Regions from separate parts of the Mus musculus genome. Here region 1 is linked to region 2. The links are chromatin contacts, called in public HiChIP or PLAC-seq maps. All regions are on one chromosome and are shown on one strand. Each heading gives the region's core, a stretch centred on a gene start, on an enhancer-like site or on the middle of the called end of the contact. The rest is flanking DNA. Distances are from core to core; before and after follow the strand shown.

Region 1 (6,638 bases), core at 960-3,459, 140 kb before region 2:
TACCTACAGAGTTCCAGGATCTTGAAAGCCCTGGCGGGGGTGGGGGTGAAAGAAAGAAAGAAAGAAAGAAAGAAAGAAAGAAAGAAAGAAAGAAAGAAAGAAAGAAAGAAAGGAAGGAAGGAAGGAAGGAAGGAAGGAAGGAAGGAAGGAAGGAAGGAAGGAAGGAAGGAAGGAAGGAAGGAAGGAAGGAAGGAAGGAAGAAAGAAAGAAAGAAAGAAAGAAAGAAAGAAAGAAAGAAAGAAAGAAAGAAAGAAAGAAAGAAAGAAAGAAAGAAAGAAAGAAAGAGAATGAGAGCAAGAGAGGAAGGAGGAAGAGAGGAAGGAAGGAAAAGAGGGAGGGAGGGAGGGAGGCAGGAAGGAAGGAAGACTGAGATTCTAAAATTCAACATGTATGGGAGGTTATCTATCATCTATCTAGCTTTTATTTGTTTGTTTGTTTGTTTATTCATTCATTCGTTTTCATTCATGTGGTCCTGAGAATCGAACTCAGATTTCCGATTTTCAGACTTGCCAGCAGGTACCCTTCCTTACCTGTTGAGCCATCTCAGCAACCCTAAATGACTATCAAGGCTGTATGTAACCACCTGTTGCCAAAGTGTTTATTTTCTAGATCTTGCGCTGCTGGGATAAGGCCAGCCAGTATCACTAAGTATAAACATCATGCACTGTCACTTTTTCAAATATCATACACAAGCCAATCACCGAATTGTTCTACACAACCTCCATTTCACACTCTGGACCTTGTGAAGTCCAGAAAAGCCTACAGAGAAGTGGACGTTTTTGGTTATTCATTTTCCACATCTTACATACAAACTCCCATTTGAAGGCTAGATGATATCAAATACAATGTTTTAATTCCAGATGGTTCGGTAGAGGTAGACACAGCATTGAGCATTGAGCTTCCCAAAGGTTTCTATGAACTCTAAATTCTCACTGAAAGGCTTGCAAAAAGTGTCAATTTGTGATTGTAGGTAGGCCTGACTGTTATGGGAGTGGTACAAGAACATATATTCAAGGACATAAATTACATTTTCTGAGTTTGAACTGGGATTTTACGGTGGTGGAACTGAATATCTGCCTTTTGACTTGGTTCTAAATGCAAAATGGCATCCTGGATTGGACCCTGGAAAAGATAAAAGTGCATTCATGGAAAAACTGCTTCAGTCTAAGGAAGTCTAGAGTTTGGTTAGTAGCTTTATGCCATTGGAGAATTCTTACAGTAAATGGAACTTGGCTATATAATATGTGAAACTTAAGACAGGCTGGTTAAAGTGTACATGGAAACTCCTTATAAAAGCTTTTCAATCCATGCACAAATTCAAGAGCATGCTAAGATAAAATAATAATAATAAAAATAATAACTGAAAGACCATTCTATTTGAGCTTGATTCAAAACCCTGAGAAGGAAATATGAGAAGGGCTGTAAGTAAGTCTGAGTTAACTTAGGAAAGCCCCCCAGTTTTGTTTTTGTTTTTGTTTTTGTTTTTCCGAGACAGGGTTTCTCTGAATAGCCCTGGCTGTCCTGGAACTCAGAAATCCGCCTGCCTCTGCCTCCCAAGTGCTGTGATTAAAGGCGTGCGCCACCACACCGGGCTAAGTCCCCCAGTTTTAATGGGTTCTTCAGCAGGGCAGCAAAAAGCGTATTGGGAAAAAGAGGGCACTTGAACAAGTTGTAAATTTTTTGGTGTACATTCTTTGTTGATCTTTTGTTTTTATGGTTTTTGTTTGTTTGTTTGTTTTTTGCAAGACATGGTTTCTCTCTATAGCCCTGGCTGTCCTGGAACTCACTTTGTAGACCAGGCTGCCCTCGAACTCAGAAATCTGCCTGACTCTACCTCCCAAGTCCTGGGATTAAAGGCATGCGCCACCACTGCCCAGCAGATTAAATCCTTCTTAAGCAACAGAAATTCATTTGTACTTCTGGAGGCTAAGAAGTCTCAGATCATGGCAACGTTGGACCTCAAGTCTATGGAAAGCCCGTTCCTTACAGGTGATGCCTCTTATGTGTCCTTGAGTGACCTAAGGACTCTCAAAAGCACCTCTCCTATTTTTCCTTGACACAAAGCTTCACTACGGAACCGCCCCCATTTCACCCCTCCCCCAAACCCGAGGACCTGGAACTCACTATGTAAATCAGACTGGACTCAAATTCCTGTGCCACCACCCTGCCCTCAAGCATCTTTTTTTAAGAGTACAGTTCACATTCATAAAATCAGGGCTCTTAGGAGGTGAACACCTGCTCAACACCACACCCCTGAGAACCCCCGTCTGTGCCTACACCCTAGCCTCTTTTTAAAAGGGTACTGTTCACATTCATAAAATCTGAGCTCTGGGGAGCCAATTGCCTGCTCAAAGCCACACCCCCTCGACCTTCCTCTGTCCTTTCACCCAAGCATCTTTTGTAAAAGGCACTGTTCACATTCACTGAATGAGAGCTCTTAGAAACTAATTGCCTGCGCAAAGCCATATCCGTCCTACCTGGTCTTGTGAGCTACCACCCCGCTCAAAAATCTCTTTATTTAATTAATTATTTATTTACATAGTTCCCCCCCCCCCAGACCTTTTCCTGGAACCGGAACGCGCTTTGTAAAGTTGGCCTCAAAGATCCCCACACCACCCCCTGCCCTGCCTCTACCTCCCTAGTGCTAGGAACTTAATAACGTTATTCGGTTATTCGGGAGGCAGAGGCAGGTAAATTTCTGAGTTCAAGGCCAGCCTGGTCTGAAAGACCCCACCATAAGGCTTAGCAAGCTAGCTGCAGTAACGCCATTTTGCAAGGCATGAAAAAGTACCAGAGCTGAGTTCTCAAAAGTTACAAGAAAGTTCAGTTAAAGATTAACAGTTAAAATCAAGGCTGAATAATACTAGGACAAGGGCCAAGAACCGATGGTACCCACCGGGGCCCCGGCTCAAGGCCAAGAACCGATGGTACCCACCTGGGCCCCGGCTCAGGGCCAAGAACAGATGATACCCAGATAAGGCGGAACCAGCAACAGTTTCTGAAAAAGTCCCACCTCAGTTTCAGGTTCCCCAAATGACCAGGAAATACCCCAAGCCTTGATTTGAACTAACCACTCAGCTCGCTTCTCGCTTCTGTACCCGCGCTTTTTGCTCCCCAGCCCTATAAAAAGGGTAAAAACCCCACACTCGGCGCGCCAGTCCTCCGAAAGACTGAGTCGCCCGGGTACCCGTGTTCCCAATAAAGCCTCTTGCTGATTACATCCGAATCGTGGTCTCGCTGATCCTTGGGAGGGTCTCCTCAGATTGATTGACTACCCACCTCGGGGGTCTTTCATTTGGAGGTTCCACCGAGATTAGGAGACCCCTGCCCAGGGACCACCGACCCCCGCCGGGAGGTAAGCTGGCCAGCGGTCGTTTCGTGTCTGTCTCTGTCTCCGTGCGTGTTTGTGCCGGCATCTAATGTTTGCGCCTGCGTCTGTACTAGTTGGCTAACTAGATCTGTATCTGGCGGTTCCGCGGAAGAACTGACGAGTTCGTATTCCCGGCCGCAGCCCTGGGAGACGTCCCAGCGGCCTCGGGGGCCCGTTTTGTGGCCCATTCTGTATCAGTTAACCTGCCCGAGTCGGACTTTTTGGAGCTCCTCCACTGTCCGAGGGGTACGTGGCTTTGTCGGGGGACGAGAGGCAGAGACACTTCCCTCCCCCGTCTGAATTTTTGCTTTCGGTTTTACGCCGAAACCGCGCCGCGCGTCTGATTTGTTTGTTGTTCTTTTGTTCTTCGTTAGTTTTCTCCTGTCTTTAAGTGTTTTTGAGATCATGGGACAGACCGTAACTACCCCTCTGAGTCTAACCTTGCAGCACTGGGGAGATGTCCAGCGCATTGCATCCAATCAGTCTGTGGATGTCAGGAAGAGGCGCTGGGTTACCTTCTGTTCCGCCGAATGGCCAACTTTCAATGTGGGATGGCCTCAGGATGGTACTTTTAATTTAGGTATTATCTCTCAGGTCAAGTCTAGAGTGTTTTGTCCTGGTCCCCACGGACACCCGGATCAGGTCCCATATATCGTCACCTGGGAGGCACTTGCCTATGACCCCCCTCCGTGGGTCAAACCGTTTGTCTCCCCAAAACCCCCTCCTTTACCGACAGCTCCCGTCCTCCCGCCCGGTCCTTCTGCGCAACCTCCGTCCCGATCTGCCCTTTACCCTGCCCTTACCCCCTCTATAAAGCCCAAACCTCCTAAGCCCCAGGTTCTCCCTGATAACGGCGGACCTCTCATTGACCTTCTCACAGAGGACCCCCCGCCGTACGGAGCACAACCTTCCTCCTCTGCCAGAGGGAACGATAAAGAAGAGGCGGCCACCACCTCCGAGGTTTCCCCCCCTTCTCCCATGGTGTCTCGACTGCGGGGAAGGAGAGACCCTCCCGCAGCGGACTCCACCTCCTCCCAGGCATTCCCACTCCGCATGGGGGGAGATGGCCAGCTTCAGTACTGGCCGTTTTCCTCCTCAGACTTATATAATTGGAAAAATAATAACCCTTCCTTTTCTGAAGACCCAGGTAAATTGACGGCCTTGATTGAGTCCGTCCTCATCACCCACCAGCCCACCTGGGACGACTGTCAGCAGTTGTTGGGGACCCTGCTGACCGGAGAAGAAAAGCAGCGGGTGCTCCTAGAGGCTAGAAAGGCAGTCCGGGGCAATGATGGACGCCCCACTCAGTTGCCTAATGAAGTCAATGCTGCTTTTCCCCTTGAACGCCCCGATTGGGATTACACCACTACAGAAGGTAGGAACCACCTAGTCCTCTATCGCCAGTTGCTCTTAGCGGGTCTCCAAAACGCGGGCAGGAGCCCCACCAATTTGGCCAAGGTAAAAGGGATAACCCAGGGACCTAATGAGTCTCCCTCAGCCTTTTTAGAGAGACTCAAGGAGGCCTATCGCAGGTACACTCCTTATGACCCTGAGGACCCAGGGCAAGAAACCAATGTGTCTATGTCATTCATCTGGCAGTCTGCCCCGGATATCGGGCGAAAGTTAGAGCGGTTAGAAGACTTAAAGAGCAAGACCTTAGGAGACTTAGTGAGGGAAGCTGAAAGGATCTTTAATAAGCGAGAAACCCCGGAAGAAAGAGAGGAACGTATCAGGAGAGAAACAGAGGAAAAAGAAGAACGCCGTAGGGCAGAGGATGAGCAGAGAGAGAAAGAAAGGGACCGCAGAAGACATAGAGAGATGAGCAAGCTCTTGGCCACTGTAGTTATTGGTCAGAGACAGGATAGACAGGGGGGAGAGCGGAGGAGGCCCCAACTTGATAAGGACCAATGCGCCTACTGCAAAGAAAAGGGACACTGGGCTAAGGACTGCCCAAAGAAGCCACGAGGGCCCCGAGGACCGAGGCCCCAGACCTCCCTCCTGACCTTAGGTGACTAGGGAGGTCAGGGTCAGGAGCCCCCCCCTGAACCCAGGATAACCCTCAAAGTCGGGGGGCAACCCGTCACCTTCCTGGTAGATACTGGGGCCCAACACTCCGTGCTGACCCAAAATCCTGGACCCCTAAGTGACAAGTCTGCCTGGGTCCAAGGGGCTACTGGAGGAAAGCGGTATCGCTGGACCACGGATCGCAAAGTACATCTAGCTACCGGTAAGGTCACCCACTCTTTCCTCCATGTACCAGACTGCCCCTATCCTCTGCTAGGAAGAGACTTGCTGACTAAACTAAAAGCCCAGATCCACTTCGAGGGATCAGGAGCTCAGGTTGTGGGACCAATGGGACAGCCCCTGCAAGTGCTGACCCTAAACATAGAAGATGAGTATCGGCTACATGAGACCTCAAAAGAGCCGGATGTTTCTCTAGGGTCCACATGGCTTTCTGATTTTCCCCAGGCCTGGGCAGAAACCGGGGGCATGGGACTGGCAGTTCGCCAAGCGCCTCTGATTATACCTCTAAAGGCAACCTCTACCCCCGTGTCCATAAAACAATACCCCATGTCACAGGAAGCCAGACTGGGGATCAAGCCCCACATACAGAGGCTGTTGGACCAGGGAATACTGGTACCCTGCCAGTCCCCCTGGAACACGCCCCTGCTACCCGTTAAGAAACCAGGGACTAATGATTACAGGCCTGTCCAGGATCTGAGAGAAGTCAACAAGCGGGTGGAAGACATCCACCCCACCGTGCCCAACCCTTACAACCTCTTGAGCGGGCTCCCACCGTCCCACCAGTGGTACACTGTGCTTGATTTAAAGGATGCCTTTTTCTGCCTGAGACTCCACCCCACCAGTCAGCCTCTCTTCGCCTTTGAGTGGAGAGATCCAGGGATGGGAATCTCAGGACAATTGACCTGGACCAGACTCCCACAGGGTTTCAAAAACAGTCCCACCCTGTTTGATGAGGCACTGCACAGAGACCTAGCAGACTTCCGGATCCAGCACCCAGACTTGATCCTGCTACAGTACGTGGATGACATACTACTGGCCGCCACTTCTGAGCTCGACTGCCAACAAGGTACTCGGGCCCTGTTACAAACCCTAGGAAACCTCGGGTATCGGGCCTCGGCCAAGAAAGCCCAACTTTGCCAGAAACAGGTCAAGTATCTGGGGTATCTTCTAAAAGAGGGTCAGAGATGGCTGACTGAGGCCAGAAAAGAGACTGTGATGGGGCAGCCTACTCCGAAGACCCCTC
Region 2 (6,385 bases), core at 1,568-4,067:
GCAGCTTCTTGGATACCGTATGCCCCATGCTGCTTGTGCTCTGGAGACTGGAAACATTTGCTGCAAACTATGACTTGGTCATCATCACTGAAGAACTGCGATGGCTCCGGGTGTGTCCCGCAGTTTGGATCCTCTGTGTTGCCAGGTAACTGGGGCTTGGGCGCTTGGGACATTCTAGTCAGTGGCACCAGATGAACACTCGACTGCTTGTTTCCGATGTGGACTTCTTCCCTGCCGATGAACAAGAGATAAGCAGAGGCAACATTGTGATCTGAAGCAGGCCCACTTGGTACCCTCAGGAGCTACAGTGCAGTAGAATCCAACTAGCTTTTCAGTAGTCCTGGGCTGAGTGAGGATGGAGACAGAGTCACAGCAGTATCCCCGGCCAGACAAGATTAAGCCTTCTGATAGCTCAGCAATAGCTTTACAGACTAACTGTAAGCAACAGCAGAAGAGCACATTTCTCTACAAGTCAACAGAAGGCAAAATGTGAATACTACAGTGTACCAACCTCTCTTCCTTCCTCTCCTCCTTCAGTCCCTCTGGAGATGGGATTATAGGTGGGACCATCCTTTTACTTTTTGAATTAATGTTTAAGACACAATATATTTCTTACAATATTTAAGTATAATATTTTGGTTACATATATATTTTAAAGAATATATCGTTGGTCAAGAGAGATGACTTAGAGGTTAAGAATGTGTACTGCTCTTATAGAGATGTGGAGTTCACAAAAGCCAGTACTAACTCCAGCTTTGGGGCATCCAAAATTTTTTACTTCTTTGGGTGCCTACACTTAGGTACATATATCTGCATCATGGCTACCCTCCCCCAAGCCACATTCCTGCATCATGGCTACCCTCTCCCCCTAAGCCACATTCCTGCATCATGGCTACCCTTCCCCTAAGCCACATACCTGCATCATGGCTACCCCCTCCCTAAGCCACATACCTGCAAAGAGCAAAATAAATATTGCAAAGTGACATGGTACATACTTGGTATCCCAGCGCCCTGGAAGCAGAGGTAGGCAGATATCTATGAGTTTGAGGGCAACCCTGTTTCGAACAACTAAAAAATATACATAGATTTCTTTTAAAAAATATTATACTTAGATATCTTATTTTGTTTTTAGATAGGATCTCACTATGCAACTCTGCATCCTGAGTGCTAGGATTAAAATGTGCTTACTGCCACATTCAGCTACACAAATCTTAAAGTGGAAGATTTTATGTTTTTATTGGTGTTTTGAAAAGCACCCAAGGCAGACGGATTTCTGACCCCATCATATATATATATACCATCTTTATATCTTTTTTTGTGAGAGAGGGTTTCCCTAGGTCCTTGAACTTGCTATGTAGACCAAGCTGGCTTAGAACTCAGAGATCTTCCAGCCTGTCTCCCCAGTACTTGGATTAAGTGTGCCCCCATATCCATCTTTTTTTTTTTTTAAGATTTATTTATTTACTATATGTAAGTACACTGTAGCTGTTTTCAGACACACCAGAAGAGGGCATTCGATTTCATTACAGATGGTTGTGAGCCACCATGTGGTTGCTGGGATTTGAATTCAGGACCTCCAGAAGAGTAGTCAGTGCTCTTAACCGCTGAGCCATCTCTCCAGCCATCCTTAAAAACAGTATTTTTGTTGTCATTTGTTTGTCTTTTTCTTGGGTTTTTGTTTGTTTGTTTGTTTTTGTTTTGGAGGGGAAGACTTCTATCAGTCAGCAAAAGGTTAAAGCAAATCAAAAGGACAGGTCAAATATTAGTTTTTAATAAAAAACAAAACCAAGAAATTCAGGCCAGATTGTGTGTGCCTTTAGTCCTAGCATTAAGGAGGCAGCAGAGAGGCAGAGCCAGGCATATCTCTTAGAGTTTGAGGTCAGCCTGATCTACAGCGAGGGTTGAAGACAGTCAGGGATGCACAGAGAAACCCTGACTCAAAAAAATCAAAACCAAAACCAAAAAACCCCAGGAAATTCCCGCCTCCCTGGGCTTGCTTTCCTGAATGTATCATTTACCTTTTGTCTTGCCTTTCTCAGGCGTTCTTTTATTCTTTTACTGCCCACCCCCCAAGTCTCTCATCTAGGGACCACTACCATCCATCAATCAACCATCCATCAAGCTTCCAAGGATACCAAAATTAAGTTGTTGAATTTGATCAGGCAGGATAGTTCACAACCGGCTTGTAACTCCAGCACTTGGGAAGCTAAGGCTGTGAGTTCAACAGCTAACAGCAGTCCAAAGCGAGGCCCAGTCTCATTAAAAAGTTTAAGTATTTTAATGGTGTCCCAGAAACATCCCCAGTCTGGGCTACTTGTGGAGGTTCAAGTCTAGTGTCCCCCCAAGTCGACTCAGCCATCTGTGGCTCCAGTTCGTGGTGGACCCAACACCCTCCTCTAGCCTCCGAGGGCACCAGGTATGCTTGCAGAACAACGCTCCCATACATAAATCAACTAATTTATTTTTTAAATAAAAAGTTGGCCCGCCTTGATGGTGTGTGAAGGCCGCTTCTGCCAAGCCCGAAGGCAGAATCCTCAGGCCCTCCGGGTTGGACGGAGAGAACCAAACCGATGACTTCCTTAAGCCTGACCACCAAGCCAGGTCTCCCCGCAACCCCCACCCCACCCCCCACATGCGCACACAAAATAAATGTTTAAAAAACTTAGTCGTTGGAAAACAAACAAACAAACAAACAAAAAGTATGATTACGGAAATGATGATGCAAAGCGGGAAAACTCACCTTCCTTTCCAGAAATCTTAAGGATTTCCTTCAGGGAAAGCCACAGCCAGTGGAGACCAGAGACTTCAGTACGAAGGTCAGTTCCGGGTCTCACAAAGCGTCACATAAACCGGCCATTTCGACCTTTATTACCGGATTGGTCCGGATTGGTCCGGAAGCAGCAGAAGTGGCTTCAGATACTTTTGAATCTGTTTCCTGGCCCCACCTCCTAGGTAGGTTAATTTACATTTCTAAACAGTTGTCTGAAAACTCTTCAGTAAAACACTGACCTTGGCTGAAAACTCTTCGGTAAAACACAGACCTTGGGTGTGATCTCAGGCCCAGACAGATTGGATAGCACATTGCTGATAGTCCCTGAATTGGAAAGGCTGAGTCAGGAGGATTGCTGCAAATTTGAAGTGGACCCAGGATAAGAGGTGAGTTCCTACCCAGCTTGGATCACAGAGATTCTGAAAACAGATAAACCACTACTAATCTATCCATTCATCCTCGAATTTTATATAATAATAATAATAGTAAAAAGCTGTGTGTAGCAGTGCATGCCTTTAGTCCTAGCATGGTGGGAGGGGGACAGCAGAGGCAGGAGGATGTCTGTGGATTGAGTTCGAGACCAGCCTGATTTATAAAAGACAGACAGACAGACAGACAGACAGACAGACAGACAGACAGACAGACACGGGGGGGGGGGAGAGAGAGAGAGAGAGAGAGAGAGAGAGAGAGAGAGAGAGAGAGAGAGAGAGAGAGAGAGAGAGAGAGAGAGAAGAGAGAGCATACATTGGGATGGGGTGTGAAAGAGGAAAATGGAACAGCAGAGATGGAAGGGTTTAATGGAGGAGTCCCCCAGGGAGATGGAGGGAGAGGAAGGGGGCCAACTAAAGCAAAATGTATTTTTTTAATTCCTTAAGGTAATTAAAAGCAAATTTAAAAACTATAAAACAAAAGAGAAAGGTACTTTTAAGATGTTGTGCCCTATGTGTGGTGATCATTAATAGGAATGCAGACCATGAGACTACTTTGCAGGATCTGTCTTGTTTTCCTCAGCCTCAGCCTCTTATCTTTAACTGCTAATGCTTTTTCACTAGAGAAGAATGACTCACTTGGTTCTCCAGAATGTTTGCTTCAGGGAAGGGTCACTGCTTTGCAGGGAGATAACCGCCTGCCTAAGGACTTTGTCTCAGGAGGGGGTGTGGGGGAGGAAGGGGCGGGCCCAGTGAAGAGGAAAATCTCTCTAGTTCCCTAATCTTACAGTCCTGTCTCTGACAGGGATTATGTCATGCGCCAATCCTTGCTAAGCAAAGGAGAGAGGGTTTTAAATCTAATTTTATTTTTTTTTAAGCAGTTGGCATGACAACCAGCAAATCCTCCTACCTGGCTCTCCTGATCTTCCAGATCAGATTCAGCACTAGGCATCTAGCACCGTGGCTCTCCTGTCTGGAGAGATTCTCTGTACCTTCTCCCTAAACTGAATTCCTCACGCTTGCTTTCTCAGATAAACCACCTTCTTCTTTTTTTTTTTTCCCTATTTCTTTAGTCTGGAGAGGATTTTCTTTTTAAAAATATACCCAATCTCTTTTCTTCTAAGCCTTGGGGCAAAAAACATGTGTGAGATTTTGACCTGCCCCCTTTTTGGGTTTTGAGACAGCCTTGTGTGTGTGTGTGTGTGTGTGTGTGTGTGTGTGTGAGAGAGAGAGAGAGAGAGAGAGAGAGAGAGAGAGAGAGAGAGAGAGAGAGTTTCAACAAGACAGGGTTTCTCTGTATAGTCCTGGCTCTCCTGGAACTCACTTTGTAGACCAGGCTGGCCTTGAACTCAGAAATCCACCTGCCTCTGCCTCCCAAGTGCTGGGATTAAAGGCCTGTGTCACCAGCCTTTTGCTATATATAGAAAGCTGAGTTTAAACTTGTGGCACTCCTGCCTCAGATTCCATAGTGCTGAAAATTTCATGTGTACAGACAGCACCATGCTCTGAAAGGAAGGACTGGCTTCTAGCTGTCTTGTTTTCTCTAAGTTTGTCCTGTTCATTAGAAGTAGGGACAAGAAAGATTGACCAGTGCTTAAGGCTCTTGCAAAGGACCAGAGTTAAATTCACAGTAATTCAAGTTAGGCTGCGGACCACTGCCTGTTACTCCAGTTCAAGGGAACCGGTGCCCCCTTGTGGCCTCCAAAGTCGCTTGCTTTTTGGAACAAGTTCTCACTGTCTAGCTGTGGCTGGTCTGGAACATGCTGTATAGACAAGTCTGGTCTTGAATTCAGAGGTCCACTTACCTTTCAGCTCCTTCAGCCCTTCCCCTACCTCTTCCACTGGGGTTCCCCAGCTCAGTCCAATGGATATTTCTATTCAATTTCCTGGCCTTCTGTACTTCTCTTCTGTCCCTCCCCATACCTGATCCTGCTTCCCTTTTTACACTCTCCCTCTTCTCTCCCTCAAAGGTCCCTCCCTCCCTCTACTTCCGGTGATTATTTTGCTCCCCTTTCTATGTAGGATTGAAGCATCCACACTTTGGTCTTTCTTCTTGAGCTTCAGGTGGTCTGTGAATTGTATTGTGGGTATTCTGAGCTTTGGGGTTACTATCCACTTGTCAGTGAGTACATACCATGTGTGTTCTTTTGTGACTGAGTTACCTCACTCAGGATGATATTTTCTAGTTCCATCCATTTGCCTGTGAATGTCATGAAATCATTGTTTTTTAATAGCTGAGTAGTACTCCACTGTGTAAATGTACCACATTTTCTGTATCCGTTTTTGAGAGACATCTGGGTTCTTTCCAGCTCCTGGCTACTATAAATAAGGCTGCTATAAACATAGCGTAGCATGTGTCCTTGTTATATGTTGGGCCATCTTTTGGGTATATGCCCAGGAGTGGTATAGCTGGGTCTTTAAGTAGAACTATTTCTAATTTTCTGAGGAACCACATAATTGATTTCCAGAGTGGTTGTACCAGCTTGCGGTCCCACCATCAATGGAGGAGTGCTCCTCTTTCTCCACATTCTCACCAGCATCTGCTGTCACCTGCATTTTTGATCTTAGCCATTCTGAATATCTGTGTCTTCTGATGATCTTAGATGACCCCTGTGAAAGGGTCATTTAATCCCCTACCTCCAACCCCTAACAGGTTGAGAACTGCTGCTCTAGAGTAACAAAACTTATAGAATGAATCCCTCTCTAAGTGAAAAGGGGATTTATTTGCCTGACTTTCAGGGTTTGGTCCACGTACTCCAACAATGGCTGCCTATGAATGGAAGGTCTAAGAATCCGGTAGTTGTTCAGTCCTGGAGGCTGAACATTCCACCTGGTCTTGAGTGTATGCTGGAATTCTAAAGAAGTAGGCACTAATGCCAGTAAAGGAATGGACTTGTTAGCAAGGTCAGAGCAGACAAAGGGCAAAAGCTGCCTTCCTCCAGGCCCTTATGTAGGCTTCCAGCAGAAGGTATGGATCAGTTAATTTGAGATGTAGTCAAGTTGACAACCAAGAACAGCCATGACAGTTGCCTTTGAAGTCAGTGGGTGCTCATTTATACTTGCCACATTTATTTTGCTTATACTTTGTTTGTTTGCTTATTTGTTTTGAGGCAGGTTTCCTGTGGTCTTGAATTTGAAGGAGGTCTCATATATCCCAGGCTGGCCTTGAGTTTGCAATGCTGCTGAG

What was found. HiChIP or PLAC-seq counts read pairs in DNA pulled down with a chosen protein or histone mark.
Region 1: an H3K27ac HiChIP or PLAC-seq map of embryonic stem cells shows a contact between it and region 2, with 20 times the contacts expected there. The contact joins the enhancer-like site here to the promoter of Triml2 in region 2. A contact is called at or near these places in 8 of 484 Hi-C or Micro-C datasets (embryonic stem cells, extraembryonic ectoderm and stem cell-derived primordial germ cell-like cells), 9 of 115 datasets of contacts at active chromatin or transcription factors (embryonic stem cells and stem cell-derived neural progenitor cells) and 1 of 9 other capture datasets (embryonic stem cells).

What each region holds. Positions count from the first base shown.
Region 1 is chr8:43,316,547-43,323,184 of GRCm38.p6, reverse strand. No RefSeq gene overlaps it. Among named protein-coding and RNA genes, the nearest start is that of Zfp42, 13 kb to the right of the region's middle. Within about 2 kb of position 2,209, at least 14 of the 459 cell types and tissues checked have an H3K27ac peak or open chromatin away from gene starts, as enhancers often do. A contact at or near this core is called in embryonic stem cells and extraembryonic ectoderm, where this site is marked.
Region 2 is chr8:43,176,968-43,183,352 of GRCm38.p6, reverse strand. It overlaps Triml2 (tripartite motif family-like 2), which reads right to left and starts at 2,817. Exons shown (of 8, transcript NM_001381929.1): 1 at 2,741-2,817; 2 at 1-231. The coding sequence starts at 173. It also overlaps a transcript of Triml1 not described here.